2 separate regions of the Zea mays genome follow, and region 2 is linked to region 1. Evidence: chromatin contacts called from public Hi-C data. All regions are on one chromosome and are shown on one strand. Each heading gives the region's core, a stretch centred on a gene start, on an enhancer-like site or on the middle of the called end of the contact. The rest is flanking DNA. Distances are from core to core; before and after follow the strand shown. Region 1 holds the start of LOC100381650 (putative STRUBBELIG family receptor protein kinase). Region 2 has its middle 70 kb from the start of LOC100194137.

Evidence for each region. A called contact is a pair of places that touch in the nucleus more often than the background predicts.
Region 2: a Hi-C map of leaf shows a contact between it and region 1, with 7 times the contacts expected there. The contact joins the enhancer-like site here to the promoter of LOC100381650 in region 1. A contact is called at or near these places in 2 of 25 Hi-C or Micro-C datasets (both in leaf).

Annotation. Positions count from the first base shown.
Region 1 is chr9:110,764,341-110,768,795 of Zm-B73-REFERENCE-NAM-5.0, forward strand. LOC100381650 (putative STRUBBELIG family receptor protein kinase) reads right to left here and starts at 1,359. Exons shown (of 17, transcript NM_001354721.1): 1 at 914-1,359. The coding sequence starts at 1,028.
Region 2 is chr9:110,850,558-110,854,910 of Zm-B73-REFERENCE-NAM-5.0, forward strand. No RefSeq gene overlaps it. Among protein-coding and RNA genes, the nearest start is that of LOC100194137, 70 kb to the right of the region's middle. Within about 2 kb of position 2,169, at least 19 of the 20 cell types and tissues checked have an H3K27ac peak or open chromatin away from gene starts, as enhancers often do. A contact at or near this core is called in leaf, where this site is marked.

The sequences.
Region 1 (4,455 bases), core at 109-2,608:
CAATCTGCAGTACCATAATGTGACAATTAACACAAGTAGTGCGGTTAAAGCTCCCGTGCTGTTTGTGTTGTACTGCTAGTGTAATTAGCAAACCATCCTGCTACCAGTACGCCTAACGTAATTAGCAAACCATCATTTTCCCCTGCATCTGCATGTTATCAATATCCACGGATCCAGCACGCGAGCAGCCCATCCGCGTCTGCCATTGTTGTCATAAGAGATAAGACAGGAGCACAAGACAGACAGCTCGTTTCGATAACGCCTCAAAGGTTGCTTTCGTTATCCCAGCCGAAAGCGACGGCCCCGCGTGGCACAAACCAGCTGAAAACACCAAGGCGATCCAAATTACAGCCGCCCTGCAGCAGCTGCAGTAGCAGGCAGACGCGAGGTTGCAGGTTTCATGACAACTACTTAGCCGCCGGGCGGGCGAGCTCGGATGTCGGGTTCACTCTCACGGAGCCGAAACTGAGCTTGTAATAATCCATAAAAAGCAGAGGCCCTTATCATTCCCCACTTGTGACTTGTCACCCACACACCACACAGCAGCGCCGGCACCGACATAATTTCACCGCGCCGCACCGCACATATCCTTAACTACAGGTGGGCGGGCACCGGGCAGGCGAGAAAGCAAGAGCGCGAGAGCAACGCGAGCCGCAGCTCCCCCAGCTGGCAGCTGCGCCAGAGCACGTCAGCGCCGCACAGAATCAATCCGATCTCCGCGCCCTGCTTGGGTGCTTCGCTTCGCAGTACAGTACAGTACCACCGACAAGACCGGAGCAACCCACCTGCGCCGGCAAAACAAAACTCCAAACCAAACCAGCGCGCGATCGAGCGGTGGCGAAGCGGTCCACGGAACCAGCTCGCTGCGAGCAGAGCAGCGCAGACGAGACGGGGAGGGGAAGCACGAGCGTACCGTCGGTAGCGTCGGTGACCGCGCGCACGAGTCTGGGCGCGGCCGCCAATGCGACGAGCAGCGCCAGCAGCAGGAGCGGCCCGGCGCCGCGGCGGCGCTCCGGAGCCCGCTGCATGACCTCGATCCCAATTCCCGACGGGGTCGATCACACCATTCGGCGCCGCGCACCCCCGGTCGGATCGCGACCGGCGCCGCGCTCGGAGCAATGGGGCCGTGAGGCAGCGGCGAGGAAGAGTGGGCGGAAGCGACGAGGCGGAGACAGAGGAGATGGTTGGGGTACGGGACTGGGGCTGGGAGTCTGGGATGAGCAGCGACGCAACTGGCAAGGCAAGTAGTGGCTGCGTGTGCGTAGAGCAGTAGGCAGGGAAGGAGGGGAGCACGCAAGACGCAACGCAAACAGAGCGGGCGTAAAAATGGTGGGCTGGCTCTCGCTCGCCTTGGGAGTTGGGACGTTGCCCGAGACACGGCACGGGGTGTGTTTTGTTTTGTTTACTGCGTGGGGGTGGGGATGGATGAGATGATTGGGCGTAGAGATGGCAATGGGTACCCGAAACCCAAAACCCGATGGGTTTTTACCCCATTAGGGTACGGGTTTAGTCCAATTTTCATACCCATGGGTTTGTTAATGGGCATAAATCTGTACCCAGCGGGTTTATGGGTACGGGTTTGTTCCTACAGTATCCAAACCCGTGAACCCGTGGGTTTTTTAAACCCGACCAAACCTAGTGCATATTGTCATTTTATTTTATAAACGAACAACAAACTTATTATTCCTTATTTACTTCATAATTTTTACCAATTGGTGAATGTATCAGTAGTCGGTGAGAGTGTTGCTTGCTTGCTATTATATTTTTTTACTAGCGTTATATATGTGGTGGATGGATAACTTAGTGCAAGGTCACTTAATTATACAACTTATTATTTGTATTTCATTCTCTCTACTAATAATTTTTATACCAAATCATGAACTCGTTGTTCATTACATAGATTTTGGATCATGATATCATTAATCATTACGATACTTATTGATTATGAGAAGATAAGTATATTGGAGATGAAACCCGCGGGTAACCCATGGGTACCTGTTAACCCGATGGGTACGGGTTTGGGCAAAATCTCAAACCCGTCATGGGTACGGGTTTTTTAATGGGCATAGATATTTTTCACGGGTACGGGTTTGGGACGGCAAAACCCAGCGGGTTTGTACCCGTTGCCATCTCTAATTGGGCGCGTCGGCCCGCGCTGGCGGCTGGCGGGGGGCCCGCCCGGGTGACGGAGACGGAGAGGGGGACTCCAGGCAGGGGATGCCGATGCCGTGGTCGCGGCGCCGGCTCGCGGCTGGCTGGCTGGTCCTCGGCGGCAACAGTGCGGGCGGCGTGGACCGCGGCATGTGCGCGGGGACGGACGGATGCGGCGCCTCCCTCGTGGGCATAGCTGGCAAGTTCTTGCCGGGTTTTGTTTCGTACTACTATTCGTTTCCCCCTTGTTCTGGCCCGTCGGCCGGCTGCTCGTACGTTTCGTTTGGTTGCCGACGAGGGTGACGACGATGCACGCAGTTTCAGTGACTACGTCCCGGCGGCCACAAGTTGGAACAAGACCTGCCGCGTTTACTACTGTCTGGTAGACTGGAAGTAGCTGCGTGTTCCAGTAGATTTCAATTGTGTAGTCGGGAGTCTCTGGTCTCTGGGCACCGAAATGCCCAGGATCCTTCCAAAACCGATCGAGCGATGGCGAGAGCCTTCGGGAGAGCGAAAGAAACAACCTCGGCAGTGTTTTCTGTGTGGTGCGCGCGCGCTTGACCGCGTCTACTTGCGCTGCGAGCCTGCGCCGCTGACTGACCGTTGCATTAACAATTACTAGTCGCATCGCATGCCCGTGGATCGCTACCGTTTCTCTACGTCATATGAATTTATTTTAGTAACACACAAAATATGTATTTCTGTTGGTTGAGTCATTGGGTGATTAAACATGGAAACCGGTTGACGTGGGCATTGTTGATGTTTGGAACACGTATCATATTCAGAAGCGGGTCCAGACATTTAAGATTTGGTATTCAAAAATTCAAAAGATTAAATAAATTAGTACTCTAACGCTATTTTGTGTAATACATTATTAACAAATTACTATAGATCACCACTATTACTGGTCACATTACTGGTTGTATCACCATGCTCAGAACGATATCTTTAATTCAATAAGATACATCATTCAAAATAAATGAAACCGACACTATTTTAATATTTGAGAAATCCAAAAGCACAAGATATACATAAATAAAAGCTATTATTAACCAAGTCATAATTTTTTAGTGATGAGGTCTCACTGTTACATTTCGATCATAATTAAAGGAACATCCCAACAACATCAAGATGCATTTCAGTGAATTTGTAACATTTGCCATGACTACCAGGCTTGTCTAGGCGATGACGAGCACTGATCTTTACCTGTTCGACGACAGCACTAGTAAGGCTCGCGGGTTGTGATTACTGGAGAACACGCCGGCATAGGAGGGCATGCCAGCGGGGGACTGACGGTGGGGGGAGTCTGACGGCGCTGACGGAGGCCAGCATGCTGGAGGGTAGGCCAGTGGGGGATTGACGACGAGTGGCAGGCGGGGGATTAACGTCGGAGGGTAGGTCGGCGGTGATCCCTCGTCCCAGCAGGCCGACAGTGGCGGCGCGCCCTGTGCTGGTCTCGAGTGGATAAGGCATGAGTGACGAGAGCATGGAGAGGAAGTGGGTCGAAATGGTTCGTTTGTTTTTGAGGAATCTCTAGAACACACATTTTTACGAAGTTTTTCGACCCAGAATCAACCTAACCCACGAGCCTTTTGAACCAAACACGAGTTATTATGGATTAAACCCGTTCTAACCCGCATCAACCCACTAACCAAACACACGCTAAGTGCACATGCGCCCACTCATGGCTTTAGCTCTAGAACTTTCTAGAGCAAGCGATGACCAACTATAAATACATAATTTTTTCTTATAGCTAAATGGGTCCATATATATGCAGCTCGAAAAATCTATGATAAATTTATATGATTGAAAACTCTATATACTCACTCGAAACTAAAGTTGTCGGATACCTGGAACAGGTACCCAAAATAATGCCAGTAAACTTCCTTACCGACCAAAGTATCCCTACCGAGCAAGTCCACTAGGTGGAGCGATCGATCAGGTCCCTGTTGAGCAAACACGCGAGGCAGAGCGACCGACCAGATCCCTACCGATCAAGTCCACGAGACAAGATGACCACCCAGGTCTCAACCAAGAAAGAGAAGCAAGGTGAAAACCCGAGTCAAACGTCGCAAAGTCCACGCCGACTAAGACGAGACATGACATCCTAGGCCATGGCAAGTCATCCGAACGAAAGATCAAGGGCACACTGAGTGGCCACTATCGACATGACCGCACCTCCCCAAGTACGACCCCCAAACGCGCTCCCACAGTATCGAGGGACCAGACAACCCTATTCATAAAGTACCTCATTATGTGAGCTTCTAGAGTGACCCGAATACCGGATAGAGCGCAGCAGATATA
Region 2 (4,353 bases), core at 919-3,418, 87 kb after region 1:
CTGAGAGTGATTAAAATTCGACTGCAAAATTTTGGGCAAGTTTAAACTATTCAAACTTTTATAGTTTAACTTCTAATCAAATCGCACCATAATCCTGTGAGTAATAAATGTTATGGTAAACTACAAATGAGAAGAGATTATATAATAACAAAAAAAAAATATTATCTCTCCCATCGTTTACACCCTGGCATTCTTATCTTTCTAATGTGGTTGAATATCTCCACCGTCCGTATCTCTGTGCATGTGTTGGGATATTTGGAGCAAAGCTTCGTACGACTTCTTCTCACATTATAAGCTAGCGCTTTGGTTCTGGGAAGAAAAATCTCACCGTTGTTTGATCCTCTCGCGAGCTCGACTTTCTGCTGTAGTCCGGGTTGTCTTCAGCCGCTCATCATCCGGGGCAGGAAGCTTCCTGCGGGTTCGTCGCCCGCCCGCCCGTCGAGGTCCGGCGCCCTGCACCCACGATCGGATTCTCCTAGAAACAAATATCTGCCATCAGCTGTAGGATTTCTTCTACCGCCTCCTCCTTATCCAGTATACGTCAGCTCCCCGGACGCTCATCTCTCCCCGTGATTATCTCAAGCCGCCGCTGGCAGCTTGGAACTCCTCTCTGCTTCCTTAGCTGCTCGCCTAGGTCCGGCGTGCTCCAGCTCCTGCTCGGCCGCCGTTTCCCCTGCTCGCCGCGGTGCTCCATTTCTACCCTCTGCCGGCGTCCTTCCTGCTCGCCCCAGCACAGCGGTTTCCTATTCGGCGCCCAGCCATCCCTCTGTTTTCCTCCCTCGCCATGCCGCGCAGTTCTCCGGCTCACCGGCGTTTTACCCCTGCGCGCGCGCTCAGCTCGGCGTTCCCTTCCCCAGCTCCAATCTTCTCTGTCGAGCCCCTCCGTGGTCGCGTTCCGGCCAACCTCCGGCTCGGATCGGTCTTCAGCTCTCCCTGCGCGCGTTCTCCTTCGTCCTAGCCCCTTCCTGCGCGCGCAAATATATTTTCCCCAGCCGATTCTGCTGTTTGCTCCCGTGCGCGTCTGTAACACCCTGAATTTAGGGTATAAATTTTTTTCTTTGATATCCATCAAATTCAGGTATTACCCTCTCTTGTCCTTGCTTTTCTTTTTATTTTCCTAAATATTGTAGAGTTATTTTGTTATGTATATAGGCGTAAGCCTAGTAAACAAAACCCTAAAGGTAATAATGATTATTGCATTATGCCAGAATACATCTATTTTTGTACGATGATTTGTTTTGGTGTGCATCTATTTAAACTCGCAGAGCGTGGTTGAACTTGAATTCAAAACTTAAAACAATATTCAAATAGAGAAAAGGGAGAAAAATAAAAAGAGAAAATAAACCCAATACCCCCTCCCATGCTCCCCACCCAGGCCTGCCCCGCCGGCCCGTTCGGCCTCGTGCGGCCCAGTGCTCGAGCTGAGCACCGCACGCTCTAGCCAGGGAGCCACCCAGCGCCGCCGCCTGCGTGTGGGCCCCACTCACCAGGTCGCCCCATCTCCTATTCATCTTCTCCAAACCGCCTTCCCCCACCCATCTCGCCCACTTCGCCGTTCGGCCAGCGCCCTGGCGCGCGAGCAGAACCGCTCGCCCAGCCGCGTTGCGTGCCTCACGCTCCCAGCCACCACCTCCATGCGCACCACCCCGCCCAGCGCCCCCGTCCTCGCTGGCGTCCAAGCTCGCCTCGCCGGAGTCGTCGTTCGTCCCCGTGGTGAGCTCCTCTGTGCGCAGCCCCGTCGTGCAGCCATGGCGTGCGACTAAGTCCCCGGCAGTGCGCTCGCGGCTTGGAGTCCTGGGCTCGGCCGAGCTCCCTTGCGCACGGCCAACCACCCATGGCCCCCTGCAGATCCTCGCATCACCACGCTCCGAGCAGCCATGGCTGGCGTAGCCTCCCGTTGCGCGGTCACGTCAAAGCTTCTGCGCACCCATTCCTCCCTCCTCGTCGTGCACCGTCCCGAGGTGAGCCCCTTCCTCCTCCTCCTTTTCCCGTGACGATCTCTCTTTCTCTCCATTCCGGCGTGCTTGTCGCAGCAGGCGTGGCCATCTCCAGCACCCTCCACGCTCCACTCCCTAGGCCGAAACCCCTGCGCGCGGCCACAGCTAGCGCCGCCGGCGTGCTCGTCGGGCCCAGCCTGACCCGCGCCCCCTTCCCCTGGCTGGCAGAACCGCTTGCCGTGCGTGCCGTTCAACAGAGAAGAAGTCAAAAGTGAAACCATGCGTTGGCCCCACCTATACGCCACAATCCCGCGTTGTTTGTTTTTCCTTTGTTGCATGCGTGAGGCCGTGCTTTCGTTCCTGCACCACGGAAAAGGAGAGCAGGCTCACATCCACTCCATCCGCATGCACGTCGCATGCAACCCAAAAGCAAAATGCGCGTCAGAAAATGATCTTCCCCCGTATGCATGGCCATGTGCCAATATTTCTATTAGTTATTGGTTGGAAAGGATGCTTTATGACTACCCTCTTTGTGGTCCTCATTGTGGCCATTTTCCAGCCATAGAATCATGCCACGTCATCGTTAATCCGAGATTAATAAATATTTGATTACTTTTGAGTTATAAACCTGATTTATTCCGTTCTATTCACGATATATTCGTATTAGCGTAGTCTACGTGTTAATACTAATGTTTCACCGTTAAGCATGTTTTATATAATTAATTAAATGTTAGCTGAATTAACATTGTTAAATTAGCTCTCTAATCAAATCTAATTAGTAGCTTTTAACTTGCCCCTTTTAAATAAATGCTGATAGGGTCAGTACTAAATTGGATTTTTTTAATAATTGTATAGTATAAACATGGCATCTATTTAATGATTTTCGTGTATCATTCGCGCGTGTCGCAGTGCTGTTCCTACGCTTGTGTCACGCGCCTTGCCACGTGTTGTTCGCGTGTATCGCGCGTTATCCGAGCGTGAGATTAAATCGTTCACTTATAATCACTCATGTTAGTAACATTATTTTGTCGCGATACGCGTTTTAATTAATTAGTTGATTATTTATTTATCTGAGTTATTAAATTAGTAGTTTACTTAAACTATTTATTGTTTTAGTCACGCTTTATTTATATATGTTAATAGGATTATATCTATACAAATGTTTTTGAATTAATACTTATTTAGTATAAACACGATATCTAATTGTGATTCTCGCGTGTTGCTACGCGCTGAATCGCGTGCCTTTCGCGCGTTGCGCTGTTTCGCGTGTTGTCGCGCGTGTCGTCGCGCGAGCTATTCGCATGCGTTGCCGCGTGCCGTTTTTGCACATTGTCGCTTGTCGCGCGCACAATATTAAATCAACGGTTCAGTAAATACACGTTAACTTTTATGGTCGTTCGATTTACTTTATTCTAATTGTTTTACCTTCACAATAATATCGTGTACACGTTAAAAATATTATTTTGTCGTACCTCATGCTTTAGTTAATTATAATTAATTAATTGTGGGCCATGCTTTAGTATAAACCGATAAATATAGTGATTCTCGTGTCGTCGCGCTGTTCGTGGGCATCGTCACGCGCTATACGCGCGTGCTGTTCGCCTGCGTCGTCGTGCGTCATTCTCGCGGGTCGCGCTTGCTGTTCGCACGCGTTGTCACGCGTCGTGTGTGTGTTGATCGCGCGTGCTAATCGTGTGTGTCGTCGTTTGTGCAAGTCGTTATTCACGCAATTAAATAAAGTATCTTCCACTAGTACACAGAAGCTCTGTAGTGGCGGTTGAAAACGTATTTATACTGGCGTTTCTCAGTTCCGCCAGTGCTAGGGGCCAGTGGAAATCAGCATTTCCACTGGCGGTTATTTTGGAACCACCAGTGAAAAGGGCATTTTCACTGGCGGTTTTCTTAAGGAACCGCCAGTGAAAAGTGCATTTTCACTGGCGGTTTTCTTAAGGAACCGCCAGTGAAAATGTTTTCCCGCCTTTTTTCAAAATTTCAAATTGCTGTTCCTATTGTACATCCTTCACCTCCTCAAACTTCACATGCTGTTCCTACAATACTGAATTATAGATATATTTATTTACACACACACAAACATATATATATATATATATATCTATATTGATATTGAAAGCAACATGGAATTAAATTCTATCATACATTTATATACATCAAAGTATTCTGTTTACAACCATATATGCTTCATGCATTCTATACATCAAAAGTTTTCACCTAAGTTATAATAACTATCTCGGCTAAGAGATAATCTACTAATTTCTGTTAGTATTCTGAACTCTGGCAAAGCTAATGTCCCGGAAGCATCGTGATATTTTCCTTCTGCGGGAATGACCTCTTTCAATATGAATGTGCAGAGGTCCTCGACTATGCCATACAATGCAGCTTCGGTCAAGTTCTCCGG